3 separate regions of the Hordeum vulgare genome follow, and all the other regions are linked to region 1. The links are chromatin contacts, called in public Hi-C maps. All regions are on one chromosome and are shown on one strand. Each heading gives the region's core, a stretch centred on a gene start, on an enhancer-like site or on the middle of the called end of the contact. The rest is flanking DNA. Distances are from core to core; before and after follow the strand shown. Region 1 has its middle 58 kb from the start of LOC123405569. Region 2 has its middle 77 kb from the start of LOC123401386. Region 3 holds the start of LOC123401386 (lysophospholipid acyltransferase 1-like).

Region 1 (4,548 bases), core at 1,103-3,602:
GCTCTCGCATCGTCGTTGGCATGTGCCTGCCCACGAGCACGCTCGCTCGCTCGTGTTCAGTTTGGCCGCTAGCTTTGCTGGATGAATCGCTCGCTCGCTACTAGTCCAGTTTTTCTTTTATCCGGTAGAAAAAAATCGCTCAGTATTTCTACTTCTTACAAAACAAAAATGTGAAATCAAAAAAGGCTTACAGACTAAAAGAATATTCATCCATTTGGAAAAATCATATTAAAAAAAATCACATAAATTTTGAAAAATTCCACCGAGTTTTACAAAATTTCATCTATATGAAAAAAAATCATCAATTTAAAAAAGTTCATCAATTTTTTAAAATGTTCATCGAAACTGGAAAAAATCATCCAAATGGAGAAAAGTTCATTAAATTTTAAAAATTCCGAAATTCAAGTGAGATTCATGTATTTTTTTAAATGTTCATCTATTTTTCAAAAAGTTCATCGAATTCAAAATCTTCATTGTGCAAGGAAAAACAATAAAACAAAAATAAAACAAGAAACAAAAAACAAAAAGGTAAAATGAGAAAAAAGGAAGAAAGAACGAGTAAAAACTTACTACTTGTGTACCATAATATATGACGTTTTAGCAGCTCAAATGAACTGCTAAAACGTCATGTATTATAGTATGGATGGAGTATATATTAAAAGGTTAGCACAACCACGTTTGTTGGCATGGTGGTTACACCAGCAAACCTTGACGGGGAGGTCACAGGTTTGAAACATGGTGCTATTTTAGGAGTGTCACATAAGATAAATAATGTTTTCTTTTGTTTTAGCTTAGGGCACGTATAATGGTGCTATCTTAGAAGTGCCGCATAGGATAAATGATGAGGTGTAGGAGAAAGAACTAAAAAAAGGCTTTGTCTTCTCTTATTTAAGAGAAGACAAGAGATGATCTCTTAGCACACAATATGTCTTACCATGTTTTTAAGAATAACTAATTATAGAAGATAAGGCTAAAAAATAACCCATTATAGACCCTCTTTTTGTCATTTCTAAATTACATACAAGATTTAAGATAAAACTATCTTATCAACCATTGTACATGTCCTTAAAAGGAATAAAAACAAAATGGGCCGACCCCAAATAGCCATGCCCTGCACGCGTTGTTTTCTGAACGGGCACTTAAGCATCAAATATGATTCATCATCGTTTGATGAACGCACGGGCAGCAAGCATGTTGGTGAGCTGGGCCACGCGAGTAACTGTATGACAAAAACAAAATGGATCGAGTTCAAATAGCTGCGTCCTGCAAGCATCCTTTTGCGAACGAGGATTCACCCAGAATTCCTATTTGGCGTTACAGGCGCTCGTTACAATGCAATTCTGCTAACGGACGCCTGCAGCGACCCGCACTGGGCCGGTCCATTTCAGTATTTTTTTCTTTCCCTTCTGCATAAAAAAAAGGGCTTGCCGTCGTGGCGAATCGAACTCTGGACTTCAACACTGGTTAACACGCACTAACCACCACGCCACAGTACGCTATTTGATTAATAATTTTCTCTGCTCTTTTCTTATTTTCTTCTTTGGTCCGTTTTTTTCTTCTATTTTTCATTTTTTGCTTCTCTTTTTCGTTTTTTGCTTCTGTTTGTGGTTTTTTTCTTCTACTTTTTGTTTTTTTGCTTCTGTTTTTTGTTTTTTTCTTCTACTTTTCCTTTTCTTTAATTCATGGATTTTTTTATAGTTCGTGAACTTTCTCTTTCAATTGATGATTTTTTTTCAAATTCACCAAACTTTTGGCAAAATTGATGAACTTTTTTCTTATTGTATTGTAGTTTTTAGAAATTTAATGAACTTTATTCTCAAATTGAATGAATATTTTTTAATTCGATGAAATTTTTCACATTCAATGAACTTTTTTTAAATTTGATGAACTTTTTAAAAATTCGATGAACTTTTTTTTTCAACATTAATGATCCCTTTTATAAATTTTGATGAACTTTTTCTAAAATTTCGATGAACTTTTTTAAATTCGTTAATTTTTTAAAAACGATTAACTTTTTTCCATATTTGATGAACTTGTGTTGATTTTTTGAAAATTACGGTGAACTTTTTTCAAATTCATTGAAATTTTTCTGAAAACCTATTAATTTTTTTTCAAATGTGATGAATGTTTTTCAAATTTTATTATTATTAAATTAAAAATTTATCAACATTTGGCCCTTTTGAAATACTTTTTTTGCAAAATCGATGTACTTTATTTATTCAAAAAATAATGAATCTTTTCAGGGCCTGCAGGGTCCCCGAACTATTTGATGGGCCGGCCCAACATGGTGCGCTGCAGGCGCCCGGAGGGCAAACCGGCACCTGCAGCGCCGTATAGGAGTCACTGGATTCACCATCGTTTGGTGAACGCGCGGGCCATCAAGCATGCTGGTGGGCTGAGCCACGCGAGTGACCGTGTAAGCAGGAGACTCATTAACTCGTGCAATGGGCGTAATCTACGAGCTGCCGGTGCGAACGGAATTTTCTATACGCCCCTTATTGCGGCAAGTGGTCGTAGTTTCGCGTGCAAGCGAGCGATGGGGTTTGGGCTCCGGTTTTGGGAACTTTCTAGAAGGTTCCCTGAACCGATTATCTGTTCTTTTTTTGTTTCAGTTTTAAAAATGATCTGGATAACATGTTCCAGAATTTGGAAAAATATCCCGAAATTGTAAAAATGTTCCGTAATTTAAGAAAATGATCCAGAATTCGAGAAAATATTTCGGAATTTCAAAATTGTTTCAGAATTTGAAAAAATGTTTCGGAATTTGAAAAATGTTCGGGAATTTGAAAAATGTTTTGGAATTTGAAAAATCTTCCGGAATTTGAACAATATTTCGGAATTTGAAAAGATGTTCCGGAATCTTATAAAAATGTTCTAGAATTGTGAAAAATATTCCTGAATTTGAAAAAATGTTTCGGATTTTATTTCCAGAATTTAAAAAATGTTCCGGAATTTTAAAATTTTTTCTGAAATTGAAATAATGTTCAGTATTCTTTTAATTTTCTGTTTCTTTTTCAAAAAATGTTCTGTATTTTTCCAATAATGTTCTGGGATTTCAAAAATGTTCTTCAAATTCGAAAAATGATTTTGGTTTTATAGGAAATGTTTCGGATTTTAAAAAATTTTCAGAATTTTCAGAAAAAATGTTTATAATTTTATTTTTTTGAACAATATTTTAAAAAAAATTGTGCTTTCAAATTTGTTCGCATTTTTGAAAATTGTTCACAGTTTCAAAAATGTTCATATTTTCAAAAAATGATTGGGAATTCAACTTTAGTTTGTTTCCATAAAAAATGATAAAAAGAAAAAAGAAAGAAAGAAAGAAGAACCAAAAAATAATAAAAAAAAGGAAATAAGTAGAATAGGAAAAGAACAGAAAAAAGAAGCTGGGCCGGGCCAGTCGGGCAATCGCCCTGTGCGACCGAAGGACTCCCTGCCGTATAATGCGGCAGGTAGGAGCTCCCGGTGCGGGCGGCCGCGCGAGTTTGTTTTTAAGGCTATTAATTAGACTCCTACAATGCAAAATAACTTATGGTTGGATGGTTAGATGGGCTGTGATATCTTAGTTCATTATGATAGGCTTCGGATGGCTTTGAAAGGAGATTTTGCTTTTCTTGCGCGAGTGTTTGTTCCCACCTGATTTTTCTTGTTTTAGTACGAACGTGGTGCTTGTTGAAATGCTACTTCGTGTGAGTCAAAGACTGACTTGATATCTTTGCTTGCTTCACCAAATCCTCATTGTTACGTTCCATGAGCAACCTTTTTCGATGATTTTTTTTCCTGATTATTGTATACGAAGTTCGAAAAAGGATGAGTACGGCAATATCAATCATGTACATCTGTAACTAAAATATGAGACGTTTTTGCAGTTCAGATATGAAGGTAGTAGAGCAATGGAGCCAGTTTGTTCTTCATTTTTTTGGTGCTAGATCTATCATTGTCTCATTCGCTGGCAATTAGTAGTAGTAGCCACTACTGTGTAACTCTGTTTTAGGCTTTTGTGAGAGCTTAGCTTGTCGTATCAAAGCAACTAGCAAGGGGTGGCCCTCCTTCGTGATGAAACAAACTTGACTTCTTTTCGATCCAATCTAAGCATGGTTTCCAGCTTCGATTTGGGATATTGTAATCATGCAATTCATTTACATTATCACCCGAGAACCTGTAACTCGAGCTTGGAGCTTTGCAATTTATATTCCGTTGACTATAGCTGTCAGAAACTCAGAATTTTGGATCGTTTGCTGTGACTTGAGGGCTTGTCGTCTAAAAAATTAGTATTGACCTTACAAGCCTCTACAATTTATTTCTCGACACCAACTATAATTGCAGTCGTTTCTTAAACATAAATAATGTCATATATCAAAATAACCTCGTAGAGAGTGCAAACAAATGAAAACACCAAATTATTCCAGTTCACGGTTGTCATGTACTGTTGCACCTTGCCTTCTCATGGCTTCGGAAGTTCACTCTAGCTTATTCTGGTTAAGCATCCAACGTATTCTATCTCACTGAAGTTCTATGGTTGTTGAAATAGGCTGTAGAAGCTCATCA
Region 2 (4,548 bases), core at 831-3,330, 870 kb after region 1:
TGTTGATGGAAACATCTTTTTTTACTCAAAACGTATCGTCGATAATTTTAAAATAAATTCAAAACAATGTAAGTATCAGAACTTAAATCCTAATGACCTAAAGATATCATTGTCTCTTTAATCATCCAATAAATTAGTTTGAAAAAGCCCTGAACTAGAAAGGAGCCTAAAGACTAGAAGACAAACTATTCATTCGCCTCCGTCGTAGTAGTACATATATAGTGGAGTACATTATTCCAAAGTCATGGCTTATAGTACCCATCAGCATCAGCCCTAATTAATTTTACATTGAAAATATCGGTGTTAGCCAAGCTCGATACACTCGAGGTCTCGACTAGTACGATGTAGTCCCACCACATTGAACTGGCCAACCTTTCTTGCCCGTATGCGTACAGACCAGTACCCTTTTTTTTGTCGGGCACGCATGAGCAAACACGCGTAATAGCACCGATATAGGAGTATATATTGGAACAAAACAACGCTGCAAAGGAAACGTACGCGTATCCGTTGCTACTACTCTACCCTCCGAGAAAAATCGGAAAACTTTGGGGGCGCCGAAGGCATTCGCCGAATCTGGCACTGCCGGGGCCAGCAACTTAGGAGTAGCGCCGCGGCCGCGGGCGCGCACCCAAAGCGAACCGTAGGCGAGCGGGCGAGCGGGCGAGCGGGAGAGCAGGGCACTGTGGAATGGATTGGATTGGACACGCTGTGCACAATAAAGCCGGGAGAGAAGGCCTGCCGCTGCCAGGTTGTTCAGAGCAGGAGACAGACAGAGCGGCCGATCAGATCCGGCAGCGAGCCAATGAATGCCCGGTCGCCTGAGAAATGAAGGCGCAAAATTATTGCGCGGCGCAGCGGCTGCAGCGGCAACGGCAACGGCAACGGCAACGGCAAGCGGGGCGACTGAATGGCGAGGCGTACGGCGGTGCGGCAACGGTGAGTGCGACACGGTGATCGGACAGCCACGAGGAGGGTGCGGAATTTAGTACTCCAGTACCCGCTGTGCAGTGGAACATTCAGCCGGGACCATCATGCCTGGTCCCTGGACCCGCAAAAATGGAAGGCAAGAAGGTGGGTTCTAGGCACCGTCGACCGGCCCAACTTTCGACCGATCGCCCGATTCAGCGGCCAACAGCCGTTTGATTTAGGCCCCGTTCGGTTTCCCTGTGGAGCCGGCGGTAAGCTGCTCCGTTAAAATGAAGTGTAACTGCTTTGCTCCGGGAGCAGAGTCCACGGAGTGGAGAGAAACCGAACAGTCTCTTAGTTTCCGAGACCTCATATGTCTTCTCCTCCTTCCTTGTCGGCTTTCCCCTGCTTCTGTTATGTCATTGGATTTGGCCGCTGGCAGCTGCGGGGGTGTTTGTTTACATGGACTTTTTATTATAAGGGCTAAAAAAGTCTATTTTAGTTTCATCTAAACCAAACAGGAGGGATTTTTAGGGATTAAAAGTGGGTATTTGAGATTAAAGAAAGAAGTCCCTAAGCGAGAGTCTTTTTTGAGGTTTTTTGGAACTTTTTCCAACAGTGATCCTGCTTTTAGCATATCATTTAATAACCTCTAGTTCATTAATAGGGGTAACATGATCTTTTAGCATGTCATTTAATAACCTCTAATCCATGTTAAGTCCCTAAAACCAAACAAGTACGGACTAGGGACTTTTTAGTTGGGACTAAAAAAAGTTCTAAAACTCTTTAAACAAATAGGGCCTGCGTCACGTCACAGCTTGCCATAGGAACGAAAGACAACCGTTCGCTAGCGCCGCAAAGACCGGGTGTTGACGACGGTGGGTGCCAGTATGCAGCACCCCGTGCCCTCTGTCAAGAAAAAGTTTATTTTAAACCTTGAATTAATAGAAATCATACGAAATAAACCATTAAAATAAATTCCGGTCGATTGCAATCCTAATCTAAATCGAACCCTAAAAAATGTCAACCAGAATTCATTTGATGGACCTGTCCATTTTATTTTTTTCATTTAAAAAAAAGAATTCCAGAGGACGTACACCCTGGAACCTCCTATTTGATGCTCTTTGCCTCAAACTGGCGGCGCCACGCACAGAAGACAACACGACTGGACCGGCCCATCAACCTGTACCGCGAGACAAAAAAGACATGTTTGATGCTATTTACGTCAAACTGACGACACCACGCACAGGAGACAACACGATTGGGCCAGCCCATCAACCTGTACCGCGAGACGAAAAAAGATAGAAAAATTTGAAGACAGACACCACACACAAGAGACAACACGATTGGGCCAGCCCATCAACCTGTACCACGAGACGAAAAAAGATAGAAAAATTCGAAGACGAAAAAAGATAGAAAAATTCGAAGACTACTAGAAGTGAATATTCGAACAAAAGTCCTCCCTCTTCGAACTGCAAGCACATAGCCATTACACCAAACAAGCTTTCTTGTTCGTATTGCTGCGCCCAACTTAAAGTATCAACGTAGTGTACAACTGAGCTGCTCTAGTATAGCGAATTTCAATTATATATTGTGGAGAACTAGAATTAGTTACTGTGATGATAGTTTTTCTTAAAGTGTATTATTTTTTGAAAAAGTGTATTTTGAAAATGTGCAGGCGTCTTTTGAGTTTCCGAACAATTTTTCAGCAACATGAATATCTGAACAAATTATGGAATTTTGAATCTGTGAACATATTTTGAATTTTTGAACAACTATTTTTAAAAGTGAAACATTTCAAGAATTTATGAACAAAAAATTGTAACTACGAACAGTTTTTTGAATTTCTGAACAAAAGTTGGAAAATGGAACTTTTCATCAAATTGCGAACAAAAAATTGAAACCACGAACATATTTGAAATTTGAGAACATTTATGCGAAACAGGAAGAAATTTGTAAACCATTTTTCAAAGATCCAACATTTTTTTGAAATGTTTTAAAAAAATTCTGTAAAAAGTGAACAAATTTTGAAATATAGAATGTTGTTGAAACTAGTGAACAATTATATGAACCAAACTCTATAAATATATGTGTTGAACAATTTTTGAATAAGCATTGAACATTTTTAATATACGTTGAACAATTTTCAAAATCATGGGAAACACTTTATATTCATTGAAAAATTTCTAGTATACCATTGACATTTATAATGCATGATAAACTTTTTTGTAATATACCGTAAACATTTTCTAAATATACAATGAATATTTTGATAACCCACAATGAACTTCGTATAATATAGGGGAAAGAAACAGTAAAAATAAAAAATAAAAAATCACAAGAAGAAAAGAATATAAATAGAAATAGAAACAAAAAGAAAAATTAAAACAAAATGGAAAAAGAACCAGAAAAAAACAAAAAAGGTAAATTAAAATGAAAGGAAAAAAGAACCAGAAAAGAAATTTTGAAACGAAAGTAAAAAAGAACCAGAAAATAAAAATATAAAAAAGGAAAAAAGAACCATAAGAGAATAACAAAAAATATAAATAACGAACAAAAAAAATAAAGCAACAACGTGCATCATGCGCTTCGATGAACTGGGTCGGCCCAATTCCCGTCATCCTTTGCCACTCGACAATCCCTGTTTGGAAACTGACCCGAAGGTTTGATTTAGACCGGAATTGCATAGTTCAGGGTGCAATCGATCGAGATTTTGACTTAAGGGTTCATTCAGCCCGACCTCTACAAATTCTTAGTTTAAAATGGTCTTTTCCATTGTGTCCTAACCCACCTTTGTAGGTGTTGATTCCAGCAAAATCAAATTTTAGTTGTAGCAAAAAAAAAACCCCCATGCCACGCACCAAAAACAACACCAAAATACTCACGGATCCCGCTTTTGTTGTTGTCAGCGCTTGTGCAGGGAGGTGGCCGCGACCATGTTTGCCGTTTCCAGCAAAAGTGGACGTCGGTTCCAACTTGTGTTTTGCGTGTTGCAACATTTTACGGTGTCTTCGACGAGGGCGTCAAAGCTTTTTTATGCTTGTTCACCGGCGGTTGCTTCTTCACACGAATCCTATGTGATCCTGAGTTAATCATTATACTAGAATTTGATCCTTTTCGTGGTTATAAAACTGAAACTCTTGCGGCACACCTCACTAAATTACATGATATTGTCATCTTGTTTGCTCAACTGGAAAATATGTGTTATTACTATATCCTCAATCCTTTTTTCCTTTCTCGCTAAAAGGCGATGCTAAGAAATGGTTCCTCACTCGTGCTCCTGGTTGTGTGCGTAGCCCCAGGATATGATTTATTACTGTACTGAAAAATATTTTACTGCTGATAAAAAATAAGTTGTTTTACAGGAAATATTTAAGTTTGTGCAAATTGAAGAAGAGAATCTCCCTGAAGCTTGGGGAGGATCCTTCAGCTACTTAGGGCTTTGTGTGATCATCCTCTTAAGAAAATGAAATAGTTGATATCTTGTATAATGGACTAGCCGACGCTTCTAGGGACTGCCTAGATAGTTGTGTTGTTTGTGTTTTGAGGAAACAAACTATTGGACAAGCCGAAGTATTATTGAATAATATATTGAAAAATGTCGATGATTGTACACTCCCTCAACCATCGCGTGAAGCTATT
Region 3 (4,548 bases), core at 828-3,327, 790 kb after region 1:
CCATATGAAGGATGATCGAATTAATATAATCCGTAACTTAGGGGATGAAACAGGAACCAAATCTTATGCAATGCAATAGACCCATTAAGAAATAGGTAGCCTAGCAAAACCTGGGAAACCTTCTTTGGCACCATTTGAGAAAATGAAGTAGAAGAGGATGGTTGGGATGCATGGACATCGATAAGAATATAATTACTAATTAGAATGATTACTCAGACACTTGTGTCCATTAATTTAAACTTCTAGGTAGTGAACACAAAAATTAACTGCACCAAACAAGAGAACGAAGTTGAAGTGGATGGTGAGGAGGCATTAATATTGACAAGAACGGAACTAGAATTACCGCTCAACATTCGTTGCCACTGATTCACACTAATAACTAGGGAATAAAAGAATAACTGCGCCTATCTATTTACGGTAAATTTCAGTCAGAGCCTAATGGGACAGAACATCAATATCAATGATAATGGAACAGGATTACGATGCCTGCATTCATACTTCATTGAGGCAGTTTGAAATACTAAACTATAAGTTCGCTGGGTGAATAAAACATCACTAGTATCAAGCCTGTGTGTTTGGTTATGGAATAACCATCTTCAGACATGGCATGTCTTAATATTTAATTAAGTTGATGAAAAAATGTGTAGGTTTGGATGACTCCAGCTAGAAATAAATAATTTCTAAGTGAAACAAACAGAATCAATTATCTGGATTGACTATTTGTCAGGGATATTTGGATGGGAACTATTTTCTTTCTTCCCTTAATTTCCTTCTAAACAAATATAGGTCATATTAATTCAACCCCTCAATGTGACAGATCATAATCGCATCATAGTACCGCCAAAACAAACTTAACCTTTCAACGGAAGAACCGATTCACGTGAGAAACAAGGGGTGAAATAACACTAAAATCTCACGCAGTACAGATGAAAAATGGTTTCCCTTTCGCTTCCTCAACTATGGATGTGTGCATAGGTTTAACTGGCTAGAAAGGCAGATAAATTAGCAAACACAGGGATCCACCAGGTCAAAAAAACACAGTGGTCCATGAAGTACAGAATGTAACTAACATTAAAAGATTCATTGAAGGCATGCAATCCAAAATTGGCCCTAATGGTTCATGAGCACAAAACCAATAAGTTCTCTAATAGGAATTGGTAAGGTGATTAGGTAAAATCTCAACAATCACATCATATGTATTCATTGCAATCTTTACGAGATCACACATCCAAAATTTTGCAGGCATAGAAGAAATTTCATCCTGAGATAATACAACATCTTGTTTTTTCCTTGAAAATATTAATCATAAATAGCACCACATGGCTAGCCAGAGAAAAGTTGAAAATCATTTCTCCAACATGAAACCGTCCATGCTGCAGTTCCAACGACATCAGAAGCATCAAAAGCTCCATGCTCACTTACGGTTCCGTGGTTTTCCAATAGAATAAACTACTGTTTAACCCTGTGATGGCCCAACACTCTGGCTCGGCCACATCTGCAGATCCGCCTACAACTCCTCTGGTTTCCTAATGGAACAAGCTGCTGTTAACTGTACATTTCCTGCCCTGTTCTACCCAAAATGAAGGCGTAGAAACTGTGAATCCGGTATTGCTGATTCACCCGAAACTAGGCATCGGTATATGAACCCTGTAGACAAGTGGATGGAAGGGAGGGTTTCACCATGCGATGAGGAAGCCGAATGCGCCGAGGAAGGTGACGAGGCCAGCTCGGCGACGGCAGAGGAGCATGGCGAGGTAACCGAGCGCCATGGGCCCGACGAAGAGGAGGTTGGAGGTGGCCCCGAAGGACAGGTAGGAGAGCCCGGCGCCGCTGAGCCCCGCGTAGAGGTGCCGCCCCGTGGCGCTCGGCACGGCGCGCCAGAGGAGGCCCGTGGGTATGGTGGCCGCGAAGCAGAGCAGGAAGCGGAGCACGGGCACCGAGACGCCGATCGCCGCCGCCATCGGCTCCATCTCGAGCCCCATCGTCGCCACCGCCACCGCCACCGCCGCCGCAGAGGGGGGCGAACAGATGCGGGCGATGCAGGAATAGAGGATTTGGTTTTTTCTGATGATGAAGCGAGCTCGCGAGCCGCGCGTGTATATGTGCTGTGTGTGATGGCGTGGAAGCCCTGGGAAGGTATCTTTCCACACAGCCCCCTTTGCTTTGTTGAATTGGCGGTCCGAAGCGACAGGAAACTTGCGGCTCTTGGTAACGTCAAAGTGAGAAGATTTGGACAAATACCAACGATATCGGCAAATCATTGTCGTGGCGTACGCGGGTGCTAGGCAAGCTTCGTCTTTCTCTTTATTAGAAGAAAAAGTGATGAGCAAACTTGATACATCCACAAACGTGTCTAATCAGTAATCCAATAAGAGAAAGAAAGAAAAAAAATGACATAATCAAATTCTTTATATCATCTTTATACATTCAGGCTGTCCGCGAACTCTCATATTCATTTCAAATATAGAAAGGATATGAGGGCTCGCGGATGCGCCCACACGCTTTCGATCAGTCCGCTACGTAGGAGGCTGCTCCATCCTGGACCAACTTTTTTTTTCTTTATTCATTCTTTTTCTTTTCTCTTTTTCTTCATCATCAATCATGTGTAAGTGACCGAACATATGAGAAAAAATGAAAGATATGAATGCACGAACAGACAAATAGAGGACATGCCTAGTCAATAATCGAACGCGTCCGCGGATGTTTAGAGGATCATATTTGTTATATTCGGTTGTAGATGCTCTTAGCACTAGTACTCGTAGTTACTCCCACGGTTCCTAAATACTCAGTGATCTAAACGCTCTTATATTTTTTATAAAGGAGTATAAGATATTTTAGAGATTCCACTATCAACTATATACAGATATATATAGATTTATTTTAAAATACACATTCACTCATTCGTTTCGTATGTAATTTATATTAAAATCTCTAAGAGTCTTATAGTATTTAGTAAGGGAGCGAGTACATGATTGAAGCAATATACGAAGTCATGGGCATAACACTTGACTATTCTAACCTTAGGGCTTTATATCATAGAATAATTGATTGAACTCATCGTAATCCCAAGCGTAAGCCTTGTTTGGCTGAGCTTTGGGTGGCAATTACGGTGTAAGCATGCCGTACATGCATACGTACATTTCAAGAGATGCTTCTGACGTGCCTTGTAATTTCAGCACTTAGGTAGAATTATATATGCGTTGTGAGCCTTTTATTTCATTTCCAAAAATTATATCACATTCAAGCGTTTCTTGTTCAAATCGCAATAACGAACTCATGTAAAAAAGAACTCATGATAATCTGCTCAAGTGGAAGTTGGTATTTTTTTTCTCTTTTTTTTTGGGCAGGGAAGTACAAATTCATAGTTTTTTTTAACACGGTACAGATGGAAGTGCTTACATACACGCGCATACACTCACCTTTATGAATGTACACACGCACACCCTACGTCTATAAGCACCTCCAAGAGACTGAGCTCACATATTATCTTGAGATTTTACGAAGTCATCGTAGGCGCTTCGTTGTCGTGGGCGGGGGATATCATTGTCCTTCTAACCATCCAACCACAGGTTGGTTTGCGTGAAAACACATAGTTAGTTAATAAATATGTACAGCTATGGTATTGGAACGAGGGTTTAACCTCCTTTTTGAAAATTATAATAAGGTTAGAATACCGATACGATATTTATCTTTCTTTGCAATTAATACACAGTACATGGACACAAGCGTCTTTGTCCATGTCTTTTTAGAGCATCTACAGCCGGAATTTGCAAAATCGGCCCTTCAAACGTCTGTGGACATGTCCGGCCTCGTTTTGGACCCCTTTTTTCGTTCGCGCACCCGTATCTCTCATATTTTTCCTCATATGTGCGTTCACTTGCATGTGATTGGTGGAGAAGAAGAGAAAGAAAGAAAAGAATGAATAAAGAAAGAGAAAAGGTGGTTCGAGATGGGGTCGCGTCCTATGTGGCGGACTGACCGGGCGTGCCCGAGCGTGTGTGCGAGCCCTCATATCGTCCCCATATTTGAGATGGATTTGAGCGGTGCCAGTCAGTCTGGGCGTTTGAAATAGATATGAGGGGTTCGGTTGGGTCGACTTTTTGTGACCGGCCAATGACTCGGCGGGTTGCCCACGCGTTTGAGGCAGATTTGAGGGGTCCGGTTGTAGATGCTCTTAAGCGTTGTCAAATTTGTATCATGTAAACAACACGTGGTATTCATCTTTTTCAACGAATTAAGAGCATCTACAGTCGGACTGGGAAAATTCGGCCCCATATATGCCTACGGATGCGTCCGGGCATATGCCCGTGGACGCATTCAGAGGGCCCCTCTTACTTCGCTCTGTGCATTCACATACCTCATATACGGACTTTCAAATCCATACAAAGTCATGCACGTCGATCATGTGATACTAAACATTGCACGTAAAACAAATGTTGGTACCGAACTTAAAAAGTATTTACATCAATTTTGTTTGAAGTGCACAATCAATCATCTCCTCTTTGATTTCCATTGTGAGTCCACATATGGTCCACGAGATAGTTGAGT

What was found. Hi-C and Micro-C count contacts between places; a contact is called where the count stands out from the background.
Region 2: a Hi-C map of leaf shows a contact between it and region 1, with 5 times the contacts expected there. The contact joins two enhancer-like sites. A contact is called at or near these places in 2 of 6 Hi-C or Micro-C datasets (leaf and seedling).
Region 3: a Hi-C map of seedling shows a contact between it and region 1, with 3 times the contacts expected there. The contact joins the promoter of LOC123401386 here to the enhancer-like site in region 1. A contact is called at or near these places in 3 of 6 Hi-C or Micro-C datasets (leaf and seedling).

Annotation. Positions count from the first base shown.
Region 1 is chr6H:437,757,850-437,762,397 of MorexV3_pseudomolecules_assembly, reverse strand. No RefSeq gene overlaps it. Among protein-coding and RNA genes, the nearest start is that of LOC123405569, 58 kb to the right of the region's middle. Within about 2 kb of position 2,352, at least 3 of the 3 cell types and tissues checked have open chromatin away from gene starts, as enhancers often do. A contact at or near this core is called in leaf and seedling, where this site is marked.
Region 2 is chr6H:436,890,258-436,894,805 of MorexV3_pseudomolecules_assembly, reverse strand. No RefSeq gene overlaps it. Among protein-coding and RNA genes, the nearest start is that of LOC123401386, 77 kb to the left of the region's middle. Within about 2 kb of position 2,080, at least 3 of the 3 cell types and tissues checked have open chromatin away from gene starts, as enhancers often do. A contact at or near this core is called in leaf and seedling, where this site is marked.
Region 3 is chr6H:436,967,397-436,971,944 of MorexV3_pseudomolecules_assembly, reverse strand. It overlaps LOC123401386 (lysophospholipid acyltransferase 1-like), which reads right to left and starts at 2,077. Exons shown (of 8, transcript XM_045095174.1): 1 at 1,681-2,077. The coding sequence starts at 1,982.